Linked DNA regions of Drosophila melanogaster: region 1 is linked to region 2. Evidence: chromatin contacts called from public targeted proximity ligation data. All regions are on one chromosome and are shown on one strand. The core of a region is the stretch at or near the end of the contact, and the rest is flanking DNA. Distances in the headings are between cores, read along the strand shown.

Region 1 (4,624 bases), core at 1,772-4,271, 86 kb before region 2:
GTCAGTAACCTGTGAGCAAAACATTGTAAATAAAATGCAGCTGGATTGCGAAGGAAGGAGGTTGTGGAGTTCTGTGTCTGGCTTGCTGACCTGCGGCGCTTTTGTGTTAATTGCGGTTGCATTTAATTACAGTTCGTTGCAACTGGCCAGCTTTCCCGACTGCACTGCGTTTTAACCACCTCCACCCCCCGCACATTTTCCACCAAACCGAGCCAAGACCTGAGCTAAGCTTTTAATTAAAATTAAAAATATTTGGTCTACTTTGGCAGCATGACTTTGGCATGTGTTCGACTATGCAGGCCATAAGCCAACATTGTTTACTGCGTGTGTGTATTGGCCAATTGCAATAAATCTTCTAGCCACATCATCAAATGTAAATTAAGGTCGAGTTTATTGAACCACAACGAATTCGAAGTTTACTTGTACACCGCAATGATGTCCAAAATGCTAACATAGGTGCCCACCACTCCGCCAAAGATGCCAAAGCACAAAAGCAGCAGATTGATGATCAACTTTATCCGGAATGGTCCATAGCCCTCGGTGTACTGGACGCAGATCTGGAGTAGCACGGGGAAGATGAGGCCCAGGATCGAAAGGCAAAAGGAGCCAACCAGGGAGAGGAAGACCGATAGATCCGGAATGGCAACCGCGCAGCCAACTAAAAATATATAAACATATTAAAACTAGTATTTCATCAAATGTTTCTTTCCTTACAAGTGAGCAGCACGATTATGGCTCTGAAAATCAGTTCATAGAATGTCTGCCTGGTTTCCTTGAAGCGCTTGGCCAAGTATTTATCCCACAGGATGTGGGCAGTCACATAGCCCTGCAAGGCATATGAGATCCAAGTGGTGATGGCAAAGAATACCTTTACCACCTGAGCGGGTCTAAAAGGCGGAATTCAACATTAAGTGGCTAACACTTAAATAGCATTGAGAACTCACATTTCAGACTGCGGAATATTCAGTGTAATACTGCCCTCCGACTCATTGCCATATTTCCAGTAGCCAAAGAATCCGAGCAGAACATACAAGCCCAGCACTATGGACATGCCACTATTCAAAATGCCACAGGGGCCCACAAAGGATTTGGGCGTGGCCATATTCTCCTCAATTGCCAGGATCTTTTCAAAGAAGATAAATGATTAAATTGCATTATATATGATATGTTTATTATTTTTAAGACTTACCACTCCCACTGCTTCCAGAGCAAAGAGCACTGTGCCAAAGAAGGTGGGCAACTTTCCGGCGGCCACAAAAGGATCTCGTTCACTTAGGGGTGGTAGCTCCTCAAAGATGTAGTACAAAATGATGCCGAAACCTAGTTAAAAATTAAAAAGTGGAACTTAATGACTTCTTTTTAGAAAAAGTATGCAAATTAAACAAAAAACTTACCCACTAGAAGCAAAAGATTTGCTGCACTGGAAAAAGGCGCGAGTAGCTTTAAATTCTTTATGCTATATATCAGCAGGAGTGGCACAATGATGATGCACATGTGTATTCGCACATCCCAGACCACCAGATACTCATCCACCAGCTGCTTTATGCTTTCCGCTATGAAAACCACGTAGACGCAACAGATGCCGAAGTGGTAAAAGGCCAGGAAGCCATCTACAAAGGGACTGATGAAAAATAACACTATAAAATATGATTTACATACAATATATAAAACATAAAACAAGTAAGTATGCCTCATGCCTAAGTTAAATGCTAAAGCCACTAGGAAACAAATTTCACAATAGGTACTCAACACTTGGCTAAAATGTAAATTGGTAAACCTTCCGCAACTTAAGCAAGTAATTGAATAAAAAAAACCCTCAAGATATTATTGATAAGCGATGTAAACCAATTACTAAACAAACTATTGGGATGTGCCCCCATATTTTAGGGTGCTATTGTAAAGATAAAGATACAATAAATCGTAGTGAAAATCTATTGATCAACAACAAGATAAGATTTTCATTACCCAATTGAGTAATCATTAAAAAGCACTTAGAAAGTTAATCAATATATAGAGGGAAGTTATAGATAGCAGTTGTTTTGCCGAGTTACTTCACTTACACGGCAATGGGTGCCAAACAACGCAGCCAGGGTGGACCTTGTTTGAGTCCCAGATTCATGGCCTGCGAAAAGCTGACGTAGGGAACCCGCTGCCGCTTGCACAGTATGTACATGCATTTGATCTGTAAATCAAGTATATATAAGTAAGTAAGGAAATTTCTATGTGACTCCCACCAAAAACCCACCAAAATGTGCAGGCAGTAGAGGGCCAGCGATCCAATGATCAGCGTGAGAAGGGTGCCATTCACATATCCTGCGTGTGCGAAGGCACTGGGCATGGCCAGGACGCCAGTGCCCACGGAAGCCTTCAGGAAGTGGGCGAATGTCTGAAAGTTTCTGGGGAAAGTGGGGCCTGAAAATGATTCTCTGAGCTCAGCACTGTTGAAAATCTATGCTTACGTAGTGGGATTCTTCAGCTCGCGGTGCTGATGAGGATCGTAATCATCGTTACTGCCATTCGCTGATTTTGTTGGGGTCGTTAATTCCAGTGTGGTTGGGTAAACCGTCACGGTTTTTATATCGTCGCTGTTGGGGGAGCAATTAAAAGTTGTTTTTGAGGTGAATTGATTGATTGATAAATGGGTTCGGGTCGTTAAACAATAAGCGCCAAGGAGGTTCCTCGAGAAAAGATGTTGGTTCAAAATTAAAGGTCGTAAAAATATACAATTTCTTAACCGGGATTTGGTTGAGGCTAATGTTTTGTCATTTATTGTGTTTGCGCATCAGTTAGCTTATTTTTTACGATCTCGAAACCAGAAGAATACGAAGACTACTCACTTCATAGCGATAAAGTAGCGACCGAGTATTTGATAAAGCTACTTGAGCTCGCGGGCGTATAAATCTTTTATCACACGCAATTAAGTCGCCAAAGAGACAAAGATCGTTTCGTGATTGCGAATTCCCGGCCCAACCAGATTTCTTGGGGACTCAACCGAGTGCCTGGCCCACCGGACGGATACTAAATTTCGGATCCCGGTCGAAGCCGCTCAACACCTCTCGTTCGTAAACCGTGCTGATAATCTTGGAAAGATAATTGCACGATAATCAGCCGTATCAGAAGACTTCGCGGGGAACGTGGGAAACCGGAGTGCAGCAATCCGAAATGTATGCCAAAATATTATGTGCACTCTTAAGTGGAAATAATAAAACCAGAATGAAGGCCTTAACCAGTTTGCTGATCGGTTTGAACCTCCCGAAAAGTTCATCGACAATCATCAAACTCTTTATACCTAATATATTATGGCAAAAGCTTGGACATCATTGAATTCAACATTTCTAGTTAGTCGATACTTCCACACAAAGCTTACATTTTACTTTACAGAATAAAGCTTTAGGATATCAGGGCGTATACGTGATGTAGAGATGTATATTTTCAATTTTACACAGTAACCTCTGAAAATGACATCTCCTGTTTTGAGCAACAGTAAAATTTAAAAACATTTACTTTAAAACAAAAGTGCTCCCGAAAATGTCTAAGAATCCACTTCGATTGTTCATAAAACCTGTAATTCTTCGCCGCCTGTCTGATAAGCCCAAGTTGAGCAACAAGCCATCGAACACCCCTCGCCCACCAAAGGATCCACCGGATGAGGGCTACCAACCGACCAGTGTCGATCACAATGGGATCGATGTGCCGCCGTTTGTGAGACCCTCTTCCTTCCGCCAGTTCAGTGGACCGGATGAGAAGCTGGGACCAGGAGCAGGCAAAGCGCTGCCCTACAAGAACCCAACTTACTTTGGCTATCATCGATTCTCATTTATGGAACTCACGGTCACGGCTGTGGAGTTACGAGACGAACGTCGATTGGACGGAGGACTACAGGCATCCATCGAAGCCGACGAAGAATCCGAGTGTGGCGAGGCCCAACTGGAGACCATGAAGAAGCTGGAAAGCGAGTGCGATGCGATACTCTCCAACCAAGCCAAGAAAATCCAGAAGGCCAAATCTTCGGCCGAGGAGAAGTGTCTCCAGGAGATGAGTGAGGAGGAGCTAAAGGAGTGGTGCAAGAAAAAGGAGGAGGACATCAAAAAGAAGGAGCAGGAAAAGAAGGAGGCCAAGTCCTCGCCCAAGGAGAAGAAAATCCAGGACATGAGCGAGGAGGAACTGAAGGCTTGGTGCCAGAAAAAGGAAGAGGACATCAAAAAGAAGGAGCAGGAAAAGAAGGAGGCCAAGTCCTCGCCCAAGGAGAAGAAAGTCCAGGACATGAGCGAGGATGAACTGAAAGCTTGGTGCCAAAAGAAGGAAGAAGACATCAAAAAGAAGGAGCAACAAAAGAAGGAGGAAGGAAAGTGTGAAGGCGATGACAACAAAAAGGATTAAATAAAGCAGACTGCGTTACTCTTGAAAAATGAACAATATTGTTCAAAAATGTACGTTATTTGGTAGCTTAATAAATGAATTGTAGTTTAATTCCAGTATTTTTAGTGTGTTGAGCTTTGAAAAAGCTCTTTCGAAAACTGGTATATACTGGTGGCATATTAGCGGTCACACCATCCGATTTTCTCTCCCAACGAATTGAAATCAGTTGTTCGGTGTGCGTGTGTGGAAAAAGTTCGAGTTCGCC
Region 2 (5,191 bases), core at 313-2,812:
GAGAACCGCAAAACGGAACGGGATTGAAGACACGGAGAACCGGCAAAATTTTACTTTTTTTGCGGTCAGTTACTCAATGTATTGACAGCCGTTCCAGCTGCCATCCATTTTGGGAGAAGTCCGCTTTTTTCAGCGCTTACTTTTTGCGAAAGTTGCTGGTGGTGGATGCCACACAGCCCCTTTGAAGAGTCTTCAATCCGACCCGATCCCATCCAGAGCTGGTCCGCTCACTCATCCACTCGCTCGTGGGCCGCTGGTATGTGTCTCTGTTTCCCTACGTTTTTTATTAGATCACGATTTGGATGTTAGCAAACATTCGCGCATACCAAGCTGCCAACCATGATCAACGGGCCCAAACAACTACAATGGGGGTCTATGCATAATCGCAGCTCACAACGAGATTCTTCACTCGGCTTTTGCCTACGAAAAAGTCAGGAGCGGCTAGAGGTTCTATCTAATATCAGGGATATTTCAAATCGTAAGCTAATCTGAATCAGCTCTACTGACTCACACTCTGCAGTGTGAAATATGTGAACCATCTGTTCATAACATAACTTTTGGAAATATTACAATCCATCTTCCAAAGTTCGGCCATAAATTTCCCTTTTTCCTGCTGCTTTCCGAGCGCCCTATTTCCATGCCCTTCATCACGAAGGCCGCCTCTGCGCAGCCGCAGAAGTTTCGTTTCAGTAGAGATGCTCGTTTGCCTCAAAAAAGAAATATAAAAACAAAACCCAGCAGAAAAACAAAAAACTGTGCCTCTTTCTGGTTTTTCACGTTACTCGGGCGCGCAGTTGTTGTTGCAGTTGCAGTTGCAGCAGTTGTTGTTGCAGTTGCAGTTTTCGTACGCACGTCTTCACATTGCCAAGTTATGCATGTGTGTGTGACTAGCACACTGAGAAGAAATTGCGTTAAGTTTCTAAAATATTTCAGAAACCATTTCGAGTTGAAGGTTATCCAAAAGTATCAACTATTTTAAACCAATTTTAAACCTAAGACTACAATGCTTTTGTGACAAGTTTCTCAAGCTATTTTCCCAATTATTTCTCCAAGTGCAACCGTACAAGTATGCGATTGTGAATGTGTTTCTGCACTTCGCTATATTGTGTCTAATGTTGCATAGATACATATGTATATATTTTTTGTAGGTTTTCACGTTTTTATGTTGTTTGAACTTTGTTGTTTCAGTTGTTATTGGAGTAACTGCAGTATGGTTGTTGTTTATGGCTGCCTTTAGAGTCGTTTTCCGACATTTAAAATGGCAAAAACGGGGCGCAGTTTTGTCGTCTGACATTTACTTCTGCCGTTAAGATCGAATTCAAACTGAGGATTTGCAAACTCTTGCTTTTTCATGCGTTATTTCGCTGCTTACGTTGGTCGAGAACAGGTTTCGGTTTTAGCTGTTCCTCCGGACTATTGTTGTTATTTTAATTTACTACTATTGTTCGCGAGTTTGCATTAATTATTAAAAATCGCGGGCAAGGAATTCGAATTCGATCCGCTTCTTCCGAAGAAACCAATAAAACTGAACCGTCGCGTTCGGCGCTGAGAAACGAACTGAATCTTTCTTGGCATTGGGAGTCTAAGATACAGACACACAGATACTCACATTCACTTGCGTGCCTGTGTGAGTGGGCCACCGAGAGAAAGAGGGAACAAGAGAGAGAGAGAGAGATGGAGTCCAGGTGAGAGTTCCCGATCTTGGCCCGCCTTTGATAAGTGCAGCGAAAATTGTTGGCATTTCTTTTCAATCATTTAGCTCGATAAACAGTGCTGCATTCAATGTCTTTCCCTCAAAGAATTACTGAGATTTCTCCACTTATCTATCTGATAGCCTCGAGATCTGGAGAAAGACCCAGAGAAAAGTCGGGGGAGGTTTCTTAATGCCTCTTGTCTACCTGCAGGATGTTTGCCGCATTCATTGAACTGCTTTCTTTGTGCAAGCAAATGTCAAACCAAATGTTTGGTTTTGAAATAGCTAGCCGACATTAGAACTCTAAGATAAATGTGGAAATACACAGAAAATATACGAAATATCATATCATCAATATATATCATAAAGAGAAGAGTGGTTGTAGTTAACTAAATCAAAACCCATAAATTATATTGATTGCTTTCAATAGTGAAATACCGACGATTTGGCATTATATTAATTTTTTCCGAATTTATATTTTCAAAGCGTTTAAAAGTCCCCACAGCACCTTATCCACCTCAATTTCAAATCGACCGCGCAGCGAACTCAACACGACCGTTCATCGTGTGGCATATCTCCCATCTATAGCAACCACCTTCCCCGATATCAGCTGACTTATCAGCTGTTCCGTACGGCAATCCGCAGTTGGGCACGCACTCACGTAGCGCTACAGTCAGAAAACCCATGTAAAAAGTCCCTTATAACTAAGTTAATAAATAAATAAACATAAAAGTAGAAAAATGAGCCCCTCAATCAGCGCGGAAGACAAGCTAGACTATGTAAAGAGCAAGATTGGCGAGTATCCGAACTTCCCAAAGGAGGGCATTCTGTTCCGGTGAGTTATCGTCACTCGAGGTTATTAGATTGGAGCACTAATAGTGCTGCGATGATGATTATGGGCGAGCAAATGGACCCTTATCAGGTTGTTAATGTGTAAAATCATTTGTTTTCATATTAAACATCAGTGACATATTCGGAGCCCTCACCGATCCGAAGGCATGTGTGTACTTGCGCGATTTGCTTGTTGATCACATCCGGGAAAGTGCTCCCGAGGCGGAGGTCATCGTGGGACTGGACTCGCGGGGCTTCCTCTTTAATCTCCTCATAGCCACCGAGCTGGGCCTGGGATGTGCTCCGATTCGCAAGAAGGGCAAGCTGGCGGGAGAAGTGGTTTCCGTGGAATACAAACTGGAGTACGGTATTGTGAGTACTCCCAAATATATTACTTACTATTCCCAAGCACAAAGATGTTTATGCTTTCAACTTAATTATCCCAGGACACCTTTGAGCTGCAAAAATCCGCCATCAAGCCCGGCCAAAAAGTCGTTGTCGTTGACGATCTACTAGCCACAGGTGGTTCCCTGGTGGCCGCCACTGAACTCATCGGCAAGGTGGGTGGCGTTGTCGTGGAGAGCCTGGTGGTCATGGAACTAGTTGGACTGGAGGGTCGCAAAAGGCTGGATGGAAAAGTGCATTCCCTCATTAAGTACTGAGAGTTAATCGAATTGTGACGAAGCCTTCCACACTTGCATTTACCTATTCAACTAGCAAATTTTTATAAAAACTAGACAGACGCATATTTTTATAACGAAATATATTTGGCTCTGATAACAGAATCGTATAATCTCTCAATGAAACATAGCTTATTTTATTTTGAATAATAATACATGGGTTGACTATTACGGTGAAACATTTGTATAAGCAAAAAGTATGTAAAACAGCGACAAAAGCAAAAATAAATAACGAAACTTGGATATCGAAAACTATTTTTGGATAGTTTTCCGAACATAAATTAAATAATCTATTTTAAATTTTGGTGTTGTTATAGGGTTTTTAGGTATGTATATATTAAAGAATATATTACTTAAAAAAAGTGCACATGAAAATAATTATTAATTTAACTTTTCCAGCTATTTACGTACATTAAATTTTCTTTAATTATTAGCAATCCAAAAAGTATGCTTTGAAATATGTTACGTGAGTAAGAAGCAACAATGCAAACGGATGAAATTCAAACCAAGATTAACGGATGTCTTTAAATGGGTAAACATTTTTAACTGCTTAAAAATTATATCAAAAATATATTTTCTAAAAAACGATTTTCTCTCTCTGCGCACTCACTGCACTCTCACCTCCCTCTCTCTCTCTCTTGGCACATTCACTGATTTCGTCGCTCTCAAGTTTACCGTTACCGGCGCCTTTGCTCAGCGATAAACAAAAATTGTTGTGCTGCGTTAACCCAGAATTCGAGGAACTTCCGCCCCCGCCCAGCCCGCCGATAAACAAATCACACCAACCCAACAACCCCCCGAAAAGACACGGAAAAATAGCAACAAACCGAGCGCGCAAGGAAAAATCAAGGAATCAAGGAGCGGAGAGCCAGAAGGAAGAGAGAATGGAGACTGGCAAAAAGCGAAACTGCGCAGCCACTGCGCTGCCGACGTCGCTGCTTTCAGCCTGTGCTCATTTCGCATTTGATTTTGATTTCACTCGTGAAATGTGCGTTGTGCGGTGATGACGCTAACGGTTGGTGTTTGTTGTTTAACCACACACCCCCCTATTCACAAAGAAAAAATAAATAAGAAGAAAATTATTCAAGCACGCCTGGAGAATTGATATTGATTGCGCGCTTTTCCTCAATTGGCAAACAATTGACTAACAACAACTAAAAAGTGGCTCTCATCCCGCATTCCGCGTGTTTGTTGTTGTTTATTGTTGTGAAAAGAGAGCGGAAGGAAGAGTGGAGAGAGCGGAAGGGCAGAGAGAGGGCACAGGCATAGAAAGCACGGCAATTGACAGCACGTTACGTATACGCCTCTTACGCCCCGCATTTAGCATTTGTTTGCCAAGTTTGCTGTGTGCTTGAGTGTGTGTATAATTATTAAGAAACAATTACGTGCACGGTGCCAAACAATTAACTCGATGACCCAAAGTGCAATAAAACCCCCACTGAATCATGAAACTGAATACAAAAGTTAAACTCTGAACATGAATGGTGAAAAGAGGCAAAAAGCATGAATGTACAAGCAAGCTGGAAGTGTTTTTTTTTAATTTAGTGAAAATTAAAGTTTCGCTTAAAGATAGCATGGCAACATATGTATGTAGAGCATAGCCCATGTTTGAAAATATGAGTGTTATAGCGTGATAAGAACCCTGCAAACAAATATTTGAATGCGTGGAATGTGACTATTTATAAGAAGTTTAAGGTCAGCAGAAATGACGTGAAAATCAAATAAACGAAAAAGCCAGAGCAAAGTAAAAGCTGGCAAAAATGAAAATAAGCAGGCATGACTTTATAAACATAAACAGACAAAAATGGGGGTGCTCTTTTTATTTGCTTTGCGAGGCCTGCGGAATGGAGTTTGAAGTGAGCAGAAAATCAATAACAAACACAAATAACAAAAGGAAAGTCAACAGCTTGCTTCAACTAAAAGTGGAACATTAAAAATAAAGACTCTGTAAACATTAAAAATCACACTACTAAGCATTGCATAAAAG

The links.
Region 1: a targeted proximity ligation map of the Kc167 cell line shows a contact between it and region 2, with 4 times the contacts expected there. A contact is called at or near these places in 28 of 107 Hi-C or Micro-C datasets (the Clone 8 cell line, the D17-c3 cell line, the Kc167 cell line and 10 more) and 1 of 7 datasets of targeted methods (the Kc167 cell line).

Annotation. Positions count from the first base shown.
Region 1 is chr3L:1,970,035-1,974,658 of dm6, reverse strand. acs (arcus) reads right to left here and starts at 3,021. Exons shown (of 9, transcript NM_139429.2): 1 at 2,838-3,021; 2 at 2,460-2,585; 3 at 2,246-2,396; 4 at 2,061-2,182; 5 at 1,395-1,621; 6 at 1,190-1,320; 7 at 945-1,123; 8 at 715-887; 9 at 374-658. The coding sequence starts at 2,842. The coding sequence ends at 417. CG11815 reads left to right here and starts at 3,459. Exons shown (of 1, transcript NM_139428.3): 1 at 3,459-4,468. The coding sequence starts at 3,529. The coding sequence ends at 4,380. It overlaps CG1927, which reads left to right and starts at 4,580. Exons shown (of 3, transcript NM_139427.4): 1 at 4,580-4,624.
Region 2 is chr3L:1,882,028-1,887,218 of dm6, reverse strand. It overlaps Tmhs (Tetraspan membrane protein in hair cell stereocilia), which reads right to left and starts at 1,562. Exons shown (of 6, transcript NM_167926.3): 1 at 1,373-1,562. It overlaps Aprt (Adenine phosphoribosyltransferase), which reads left to right and starts at 2,200. Exons shown (of 3, transcript NM_001299980.1): 1 at 2,200-2,528; 2 at 2,659-2,896; 3 at 2,971-3,327. The coding sequence starts at 2,434. The coding sequence ends at 3,186. CG13937 reads left to right here and starts at 4,178. Exons shown (of 9, transcript NM_167924.3): 1 at 4,178-4,219.